Linked DNA regions of Zea mays: region 2 is linked to region 1. A link is a contact called in public Hi-C data. All regions are on one chromosome and are shown on one strand. The core of a region is the stretch at or near the end of the contact, and the rest is flanking DNA. Distances in the headings are between cores, read along the strand shown. Region 1 holds the start of LOC100283326 (splicing factor, arginine/serine-rich 7). Region 2 holds the start of LOC100192497.

Region 1 (5,509 bases), core at 2,855-5,354:
TAGATTTTAACATGGCATTTTCATCTCTAAGACAGAAAATAGAAGCATTGCAAACATTTAAATCTTTAGCCTTAGAAATTAATTTCTCACTTTCAATTTAAGGCTAGAAAGTGATTCATTCAATTTATCAATCTTAGCAACTAAACTAGCATTATCATTTTTAAGATTGACAAGAGAATCATCACAACCATTTAACTTCTCAATCTTAGCAAGTAATTTGGCATTCTCAGTTCTAAGGTTAGAGACAGTGTCATGGCAAATGCTAGACAAGTTTTCATTTTTCTCTACTTCCTGAGCATAAGCATTTTTAACTTTAACATGCCCTTTGTTTTTCTTAATAATGAATTCCTCTCGGCTATCCAAGAGTTCATCATTCTCATTAATGGCACCTATCACTTCATTCAATTTTTCTTTTTGTTGCATGTTTGAGTTGGCAAAAAGAGCAAGCAAATCATCTTCATCATCACTAGAGCTACCCTCATCACTAGATGTCGTATATTTAGTGAAGGCTCTAGATTTTACCTTCTTCTTTTTGCCGTCCTTTGCCATGAGGCACTTGTGGCCGACATTGGGGAAGAGGAGACCTTTGGTGACGACGATGTTGGCGGCGTCCTCGACAGAGGAGGAGTTGGTGGAGCTCATGTCAGAGTCCCACTCTCGACATACATGGGCATCACCGCCCTTCTTCTTGTAGTGTCTCTTCTTTTCCCTCCTCTTTCCCTTCTTGTCGTCGCCCCTGTCACTATCACTAGATAATGGATATTTAGCAATAAAATGACCAGACTTATCACAATTGTAGCAAACTTTCTTGGAACAGGGCTTGTAATCTTTCCCCTTCATTTGCTTAAGGATTTGGCGAAAGCTCTTGATGATGAGCGTCATCTCCTCGTTGTCGAGCTTGGAGGCGTCGATAGGGAGCCTACTTGATGTAGACTGTTCTTTCTTCTCCTCCGTTGCTTTGAATGCAACAGGTTGCACCTCAGGAGCGGAGGTGCCGCCTTGCTCGACAATTTGTTTGGAGCCTTTGATCATCAACTCAAAGCTCACAAACTTTCCTATCACTTTCTCGGGAGACATTAGCTTATATCTAGGGTCACCACGAATTAATTGAACTTGAGTGAGATTACGAAAAACAAGTGATCTAAAAATAACCTTGACCATTTCATGGTCATCCCACTTGGTGCTCTCGAGGTTGCGCACTTGGTTGACCAAGGTCTTGAGCCGGTTGTACATTGCTTGTGGCTCCTCTCCTTGGTTGAGGATGAACCGACCGAGCTCCCCCTCGATCGTCTCCCTCTTGGTGATCTTGGTCACCTCATGTCCTTTGTGTGCGGTCTTTGGCACGTCCCAAATCTCTTTGGCACTCTTCAACCCTTGCACCTTATTATACTCCTCTCGACATAGAGAGGCGAGGAGTATAGTAGTGGCTTGGGAATCAAAGTGCCGGATTTGGGCGACTTCATCCGAGTCGTAGCCTTTATCCCCCACGGATGGTACGTGCGCTCCAAACTCAACAATGTCCCAAATGCTAGTGTGGAGTGAGGTTAGATGGTGCCTCATTTTATCACTCCACATACAATAATCTTCACCGTAAAAAACCGGTGGTTTGCCTAATGGGACGGAAAGTAAATGAGTGTGTTTGGAAATACGAGGATAGCGTAGGGGATCTTACTAAACTTTTTGCGCTCTTGGCGCTTAGAAGTGACGAATGGTGCGTCGGAGCCGGAGGTGGAGGACGACGAAGAATCGATCTCGTAGTAGACCACTTTCTTCATCTTTTTCTTCTTGTCGCCATTCCAATGCGACTTGACGCGGGGAGGTGATTCCTCCCTACCTTTGGCGTCAGACTCCTTTGATGGAGCCTTCCCGCGGCTTGTGTCCGTTTCCATCTCTCTCTTGGCGGATGCTCCCGACATCACTTCGAGTGGTTAGACTCTAATGAAGTACAGGGCTTTGATACCAATTGAAAGTCGCCTAGAGGGGGAGTGAATAGGCAAATTTAAAATTTACAAACTTTAAGCACAACTACAAGACGGGGTTAGCGTTAGAAATAAATCCGAGTCCGAAAGAGAGGGCGAAAACCAATCAACCAAGGAAAATAGAGCGGATGACACAGTGATTTGTTTTTCCAAGGGAAATAGACAAGACAAGGTGTATGCTTTGATGAACGATGGGACCCACACGTACTTGACTGGACCTTTTTATTTAGTCTAGCGTATGGAGCGACGTGTTGACACGACAGCGACCTTCGGCTGCAGGGGATGGCGAGGCCGTCGGCTGTCGAGGCATGGCGGACACGACGGCCTGGCCAGACAGCACGAGTGAGCCGACATCAGCGGCCACCACCGCGAGAGAGGCTCGACAACCGCATGAGAGCACGACACGAGTATGGGCCTTGGGCAGCAGCTACTGCAGACATGACCGGACTACATTTTTCTTTATGGAGAACAAGAGAACTTGTGTGGTTTGCGTTCACGTGCAGGCAACGAATCGCAACCCGCATCGTCGACGTGGCCTATTGAGAGAGGACCCGGCGTTCAACGCCCTAAACGGAAGCACGCGTCCATGACCGTCGATGCGACACCGACACAACATCCCCATGATTTTTTGGAACCACACCGTCACTAAAACTTGTTCCGATGTTTACTCTATCCTCGTGTGACTCTTATCAAACATCTATACTATACTTAAAGCATCAGTTTCAACGGTCGTCATGCGTCATTTTTTTTACAAATAACCCCTCACAGCTATTTCAAATTAATCTGCTGCACGTCTATAAATGCCAACGCCCGACACGGGCTAGATGCAGGCGGGACACAACTATGGCACAAACACGTCATGCCGGCCTGCTAACTATGTCGGGCCAGCCCGTTAGCCCGTCGATCCATTTAATTAAATCAGTGTAACAACGCCCGACACGGGCTAGATGCATGCGGGCCACAACTATGGTACATGCACGTCATGCCGGCCTGCTAACTATGTCGGGCCAGCCCGTTAGCCCGTCGATCCATTTAATTAAATCAGCGTAACGATGTCCGACACGAGCTAGATGCACGCGGGCCACAACTATGGCACATGCACGTCATGTCGGCCTACTAACTGTGTCGGGCCAGCCCATTAGCCCGTTGATCCATTTAATTAAATCAACGTAAATTGTTAAAAAACGATGCAGGAGGTGGGTTTCGAACTCATGCCCTGATGAAAGGACGGGAGACACTGGATGAAACTGTCTAACCAGTAGAACATCACGCTAAGATGTTTTTAATATTGGATATAAATTGTATATAGGTATATACGTTTTTTTGTAAAATAAAAAAATAATCGTGTCGCGCCGGGCCAGCACTACGGGTCGAGGCTACAGCCCAAGCACGACACGACGTTCTTGGCTCTTGCAAGCATTAGGTCGTTTCTGAGACCATATTGGCGCAATGTACTACATGGTGTTTGAGGTTACTGAATTGGATGGAGCAGCAATGATTTGTCACACTAACAGCAAAATGAAAGGTTATTTGTTGGTTTTAAACGTTACTAAATTGCTACGAAGTAGCATAATTTATATGGAGCGCATCCAGTTTTTATTGATGCCTGACTTTAGCAACCACTCTATAATTTGATATATCTTTTTTTATAAGTTTGACTTCATGGGACTTATTTTAGAAACTTGATCGCACAAACTTTCCCTTATTTGGTCTCTGTATGATGGAATTATGTCATTTTATAATATATGTTCATCCAGTCAATCGTTGTGAACTCTCTTCTAATCACTCACTTCATTGATCGTGTTGTACCAAGACATATTTGCATGGAGTAAACAATAACATCAGTTAGCCATATCAAAAATATATTATACAGAGAGCGGAGATAATCAATAAGAAATCTTGAATTTTTTTGATGGATAGTTTACGTGGGTATTGTTGTAAGCCGTCGTAACGCACGGGCAACTGACTAGTTATAGAAAATATGACCGTCTGTTTTATCCCTCCTTGTATGCTATGTTATAACTCCGCGAGGATTAGGAGCAGGCCCATGCCCATTCATTTTGCCGGCCCAACACGATTACTACCGTTAGGACTGGAGCAAATAACATGGAATGGTAGTGGGGTGGTTTCGGATCGGGACTCCACAGCTTTTGGCGGCGTATTCTAGTATACACCAAAAAAGAGAAAAAGAAAAGCACCGAAAAACTAGCAAACCCTACCTCCTCTCCTCCCCCTCCTCGGCGGCGGAATGTCCGACCGCCGCCGCGACAAGGAGAAGCCCCGCGACCGCGACATCGACCGTCATCGCGACCGAGACCGCGACATCGACCGTCATCGCGACCGAGACCGCGACCGGGACCGGGACAGGGACAGAGATCGCGAGCGAGACCACCGCCGCGAGCGCGAGCGGAAGCGCTCCCGCTCCCGGTCCCCGTCGGCGGATCGGGACCGCTCCCACCGCCGCCACTCTCATTCGCACCGAGGCCGTCCTTCCCCCTCTCCCGACGCCGGCCGCCACAAGCGCCGCCGCGAGGCGTCCCCTGCCTCCGCGGACCATCACCATAAGGAGGAAAAGAAGGCTGCCGACTCTCACGCGACACCCGGCGGAGGGGACATCGCGGCCGCGGCCGCTGCGGTGGGTGACGGCGACGTGAATGCGGAGGAACTGGAGATGATGAAGATGATGGGCATTCCCGTCGGTTTCGACTCCACCAAGGGGAAGCACGTGCCCGACGCCGACGTCAGCGGGGTGCGTGCCGTCACCAAGCGCCAGCCGCGCCAGTACATGAACCGCCGCGGCGGATTCAACCGCCCTCTGCCGCCTGAGCGCAACCGCTAAGGATGGGAAAAGGTCTGAATCTCTCCCTATCTCTATGTTGATAGCTAAGAACTCAAGCTTATTTAGGTTAACATTTCATTGGATAGTTGTTGCAACTCTGTATGGGTTAACAAAGAATAAAGTGATGACCGGATATGGGTTATCATAGCAGTACAATCCATACATAAACATAGAAAATCTATCTGTTCAAATGACAACAACACAAGCAAGAAGCACTTAGCCATACTTATAGATTATGAAAAAAAATATCCACACTTGGTCAGGTTAATAGGACTCAAATTTAAAAATCCAGAAGAAGTCATTTTTATAAATCGTCATCCATACTTTCATGTTAAGTGACAATGTGACAAATCAACATTAATAATCATACAGAAGCGTTAGAGCTTACTAATACTGACCTTGATCATACAGAAGACATGTTGAGCTCAGCAAACACATAATTAGCTAGAACTGCACATACTAAGAGGCCAACAACAAAAGCATTAGAGCTTATCTCCTACAATATGTCTAATCATCAATACTTTAGATCTTCACTTCTAGCTGGTACGAATGGTTCAGCAATAGCCAATAGGCACACTGTCTTTTACATCTTTGGTCTCTAGTCTCTACTGTTTTAAATAAAAGATATTAGAAATCCTATAGAAACAACAAAGTACAATTTTGCAGTAGAGACATGCATGCTTATTAAAAC
Region 2 (5,496 bases), core at 2,133-4,632, 170 kb before region 1:
AATTCTCCTTCACTCTACCTAGTTGATACCTCTTTTATCGACGGCAAATCAGGTAGCACAAAAAACAGTGGCATGCATTCCGTGCAAACAAGAATATATAACAGAAGAACAAGAGGACAAAGCAGACTGCTAACTGCTAAGGAACTGTCACTCAGTCATTGCATTATAGCCACTCAACAAATATGAGTTATTGGCAAAAAAAACTCCGAGGCCCAAATGCCATAAGCACTTCCCCGACTCAAGGGGCATGGCACTAGTGCATGCTACCCATAGCTGCTGAATGCTGATAGACATCCAAGTATCCAACACCCATAGAAACAAGTTGCCACCAAGTAGTCCTACACATAAAAACAGACAATGACTCTAGAACTGTTGATCTAAAGGAATTATTCTACCAAACAAGTATCATTTACACCAACTACACTAAACATATGACTGACTATAATAGAACACACTTGCTGTCAGAAAATTCATTCAACTTTGCAACGTGTAGATACTTTCGCCTCACACTTCATTTGTCCAATAAAAAAGGCAGAATGGGTTACGTATAAACAATACTTTGTTGCTGGGAGAGGGATAGCCCAAAAATTTATGAAGTTGAGCATCACACCATACTTTATTTTTATCTAGTCAATCAAAAACTGAATATTCTCTTAGGTATTTCAATTTTAACTCAGATTCAGAATTCCAAAGAAGCGAAAGGGCCTCTAGCCTAGTGGTTAAGGACTTCCAAGTAGCACCTCCAAGTCCTGGGTTCGATTCCCCTCGGGAGCGAATTTTCAGGCTTGGTTAAAAAAATCACCTCGCTGTGCCACATCCACTCTCGGGTTACGATGTCTTGTGCGCCACCCTCCGGTTGGGCCGTTGCAGAGTGGACAGTTGACGCCGGCCCGTTAGTGATGGGGGGCCAGGGTTCGGGGATTTTCTCGGCCGGGACCATTGTTTCGGTCTCTTCTTAATATAATACCGGGAGGGCGGTCTTTCCCTCCCCGGCCGAGTTTTTAGAATTCCAAAGAATGTGTAATAAATGCACAAGGTAGATATTTTCCCGTACAATAATTATAGAATTCTCCAGCAGCTCTTATGAGATGTTTTTATAACATTCAATGCAATATGAAACAGAAGGCATTAACGAATTCAGAAATGGAACATTTCAAATTTACCAGACTGCGCTGCTGAATCTAAGTTTGTATTGCTGTCTCATAGGCAAAATAGGACGTACCTCCTTAAATTTAACTATGTTTGGATGCCTCAGTGACCTGTGGTTCATGATCTCCCTTTGGACATTCTCATCAATCTGGAAACAGAAGGAAAGATTTTAGGAATTAACTCATGCGGCAAGCAGAATAACATTTATAGGTAAACAAATGTTGTAAAAATATGTGTTCAACTCCAAGAAAACACAAACAACCGCACGGCAAATCTAACCCAGATACTTAAAATCCAACTCATCATTACCAGCTGCACTACTACAATAAAAATACCATTAACTGCAGATGTCAAGACAATATGGGAAGCTGAAATTAAGCTGAACCTAGTCTTTGACGCAAAATTGAGGTGTGGAATCAACTGAACCCATGGTAAAACTTGTGCTATCGGCGATCTTACAAGCTTTCAACGATTGAATTCATGAACTAATAATACTCGATGCTAACAATAACAGATACGACTATTTGAATTATTTATAGTTATAGTAAAGCATGTTTACCTACCATGGCAGGTTCTTGCTATCTCTAGACTGGTCCAACTTCACCAGCTCCCCAGAAAAATAATAGAATGTTTTTTATGGAAGCATCACAGGGATATTTATGGTTCAATGAATGGGTTGATGATGGAGTGGAAATGATTGGTATCTATAAATGTAGAAACCCAGTCGGTTTACTTTTTAAATGGCATTACCAAAGGTTATATTATCCGTCTTGAGAAACTTGATCTTTCATTTATGAATAAGTTGGTGATGTGTCGATATAAAAGAATATGTTGGTATTGAATGGTTATATAGGGATTCCAATTACAAATTACCAGCTTATAACGAGGAAAAAGGGGTTATGCTCGATGAGTACCTAATAAACATGACAAAGAGATTAAATTGTACAGGACATTCATTAAGGTTGGGGTTTATCTGCAATACGGGCACATAATTTGGAAGTGATCCCTTACTCTTTTATAAAGAGCAGACATACTCATGTGGTTTAAGGAAGGAGATTCCTTATTCTTTTATAAAAAAACAAATTTCCCCAACTGAAGCTAAATCTTGATAAACAAAACAAATTTTAAGAAAACAATTTACAAGAATGCCTAAGCATCTAAACCCAACGTAGCTATATGGGTAGATTAATCAGGACCCAGGTGGCCACGTGCGAAACTCGACTCTTTATATGTAAACAGTTAAAAGCAAAGTGACACCTGCATTGATCGGTCAGGTGTGACTCAGAGCCAAGCAAGCAAAGAGTTGTGGATCCACTACTAGCAGAAACACTTGAGTGATGTGAACTATGGAGCTAGTCAAAATTCAAGTCCCATTTATGGAGATTCAGACATTTTAGAGAGGTTTAGACGGAAAAACAGAGTAGATCGGCCAGGGCATGGGGAATACTAGCGCAGCGCAGCGTTCATGCCATCTCTTGATCCAGCTATATGAAGAACGAGCAAAGCAGATAGATAGCTAGTACGTAGAATCAACAATCCAAAGCAGTCAACTACTACCAAGTAAACAACCCCAATAATGGGGTTCTTGTTATGCATCAGGAGAACAAGACAAACCTAGGACTAGGGAGGAGTGGAGGACCAGAACCAACAACCCGATGAAAAACACACCTGCCATAATTCGCATTAACCGATCGAACGCACTCCAAGATCGAACCTTTTCCACGCGAGAAGGGATCCCGTAGGGAAGGGGGAGAACAGATTCAAAGGCCGGACGCACCTTCATCCCCCGCTCGATGAACTTGACGGCGAAGAGCTCCTTGGTCCTGACGTCCCGGACCAGCTTGGCCACCCCGAAGTTGCCCGATCCTATGTCCTTGATCACCTCGTACCTCTCCATCGCCGCCTTCCTCACAGGCTTGTTTCCTTGCCCTCTCCTCACAGCTCGTCGTCGGCACTGGTCTGAGGTCTGAACGCACCGTCAGGACCAGGAAGTAGCAGGCTCGCTGCTAGCAGCTCCACCACCAGTCTCAGTCAAATACTGAGCTGCAGGGCCGGCGAGTGGAGTGGACTGTGGTGGGAGGAAGCAACGGAGCAAGGCGGAAGGAAGCGGGGCGGTGGGGGCAGGGCAGGGGAGAGGGGATGGTGGAGCCGTGGAGGAAGGTGAGGGAGTGCGCTGTGGAAGGGGCCAGCTTTTGATAGGGCCGGCCGGGTCGAAGTGGGAGGATAGAGACGTAGCCATGTAGACATACTCCAGTGTATGGGTATACCGTCATCCGCCGCCGTGGACCGTGCTGATGGTGGTGCAGTCGTGTGGCGGTGTGGGCTCTCTCGCTCCGGAAGTGGTCGCCGCTGGTAATGGACAAAAGAAAATGGAGATTATCACCGGGAAGAAAAGAGAAGAAGAAACTGGAATTTTTGAACCGGTTTGGTGGCCGCTCCCTTCCATCGCTTCTCCAGTCTTTTCCTCGTTGATTAACGATGATGATTGAGGTTTCGTGCTTTCACACAATGAAGAGCAGTGTCAGTGCATGACATGACACCTGCTGCTTACTGCTGGTCTGCTGCTGAACCTGAGGTTCAGCTTGGAAATACCACGAGGAACTCGGAATTGCCGAATCGTGTGGGCCATGGCAAAAATCTGGGAACTATCCCTCTTGGTTCTCCGGTCAGCCTCCTACTAGACATGGAATCCTCCGTTTTCTGCAGTTTGGTGATTCGTCGCCTAATCGACTCAGCTTTAGACTGAGTTCAACGGTTCACTCTACATTTTTACTTTTATATCACACTTATGTATCACGTCAGTGATCTCTCTTTTTATAGTTTTATCCTCCATATCAGTTCACTCTAACAAATATCATTTCCTATAAATATCATTTCTCGTACTTATTCATCATTCATTACCATTTTTTCCATAACTAACAGACACGTGTGTACTAAAATCTAGGCAAGGGGTGTCAGCTGCCACCCCCACATCTAGGCGAGTGTTATAGCATCCGTTAGACTGTTCGCAGCAGTGACCTCTAAATTTTCCCCCCTATATCACTTTTCTGCGTCACATCATTAACATTTCATCCCTTACCTTTTTTATCTCCCACAACGGTTACCCTATATTATCCCCTATACCCTACTACAACTATAAAATATTATTATCTAATCATATTCATCTTTATTACTATTTTTCAACTATTAAATAGGAAAGCACTGTGCAAGGGGTGCTACAGTGTTCCCCTTGATCTAGGGGAGCGGCGCGGCCTCCCTTGCGCTGCAACGCGTAGGGGGGCATTTGTAGGCCGCCGCTGCGCGCGTAGAGACCCCTACACATATAAAGTGCAAGGGGAGGGGGCACGGCGCGACATGCGCTGCGGACAGCCTTAGCACTGTGGCGGTAGAGGTGGATTTAGAGTGTGACGTTGTAGCTGCTATATAGGGAAGGGGTAGGGGAGAGGGGACAGCTGAAGATAGTCTTAGGTTGTGTTTGGTTTAGCCGGTTTGGTCTATTCCGGCCCTAGCTCCATGTGGAATAAATCAGTCTAGGTTAGAAACTGGTCTAGTATGCTGACCCTATTTGGACAGCTGCTGTTTGTTGAAAAAACAGCTTATGTGAGAAGCTGATGACAAGCAGTTATTGACTGTTTTAGTCCATTCTGAAAAGCAGCTAAACTGATAAGTTATTGTAAAAGTATTATGTTTGGCATACTTCTGCTTAAATACGTGAAGAAGTTAAAATTAAGTTGTGCCAAACAGGGTTGTTAGAGGTGTTCGTTTTAAGTTGCCGAAAATAATCCCACCTGATTTCAACTCCCTTCCTTCAATTCTCGGACGAGTCTGTGGTTTGTCTCCTCGATTGGTTCCTGATCGGAAAATAGGCTGATGACCAAGAACGAGTAACAATCTATGTTCCACTCGATCCCGGTTGACTTGGTTACTGGTCTGGCTTAAATATCGACCTATAAAACACGGCCTTAGCAGGTCCTCTAAAGCATCATCTACTAGATATTTCATCTAAACTTTGAAGAAGATTATATCCCTTTACGTCTCATGCAACGTCCTCTAAACAATACTCTAAATATAAAAGACGCTGCTAGATCCTCTATATATATACAGGGTTTATATTTCATCTCCTCTATCTATTTTAATATTTAAAACACCAGATTTAGCAAAAGTAAAATATGTACAATATATTTAAGAGCACAACAAATATGTACGTACAAAAATTAAAAGTAAAATATGTCTCTATTATAGATATTTAGATATAGAGAACGAAATATAAAGAACACTGTTGAAGAAGATACGGAGAAGACAGCTAATCCGCGACAAAAAAGAGTTGTTGTCCGAGCTGATCACTGA

What was found. A called contact is a pair of places that touch in the nucleus more often than the background predicts.
Region 2: a contact with region 1 is called in a Hi-C map of leaf, with 8 times the contacts expected there. The contact joins the promoter of LOC100192497 here to the promoter of LOC100283326 in region 1. A contact is called at or near these places in 10 of 25 Hi-C or Micro-C datasets (bundle sheath, ear, endosperm and 2 more) and 2 of 3 datasets of contacts at active chromatin or transcription factors (leaf and seedling).

The regions. Positions count from the first base shown.
Region 1 is chr7:175,308,999-175,314,507 of Zm-B73-REFERENCE-NAM-5.0, reverse strand. It overlaps LOC100283326 (splicing factor, arginine/serine-rich 7), which reads left to right and starts at 4,104. Exons shown (of 4, transcript NM_001361260.1): 1 at 4,104-4,830. The coding sequence starts at 4,228. The coding sequence ends at 4,818.
Region 2 is chr7:175,479,693-175,485,188 of Zm-B73-REFERENCE-NAM-5.0, reverse strand. LOC100192497 reads right to left here and starts at 3,382. Exons shown (of 9, transcript NM_001155771.2): 1 at 2,927-3,382; 2 at 1,223-1,297. The coding sequence starts at 3,046.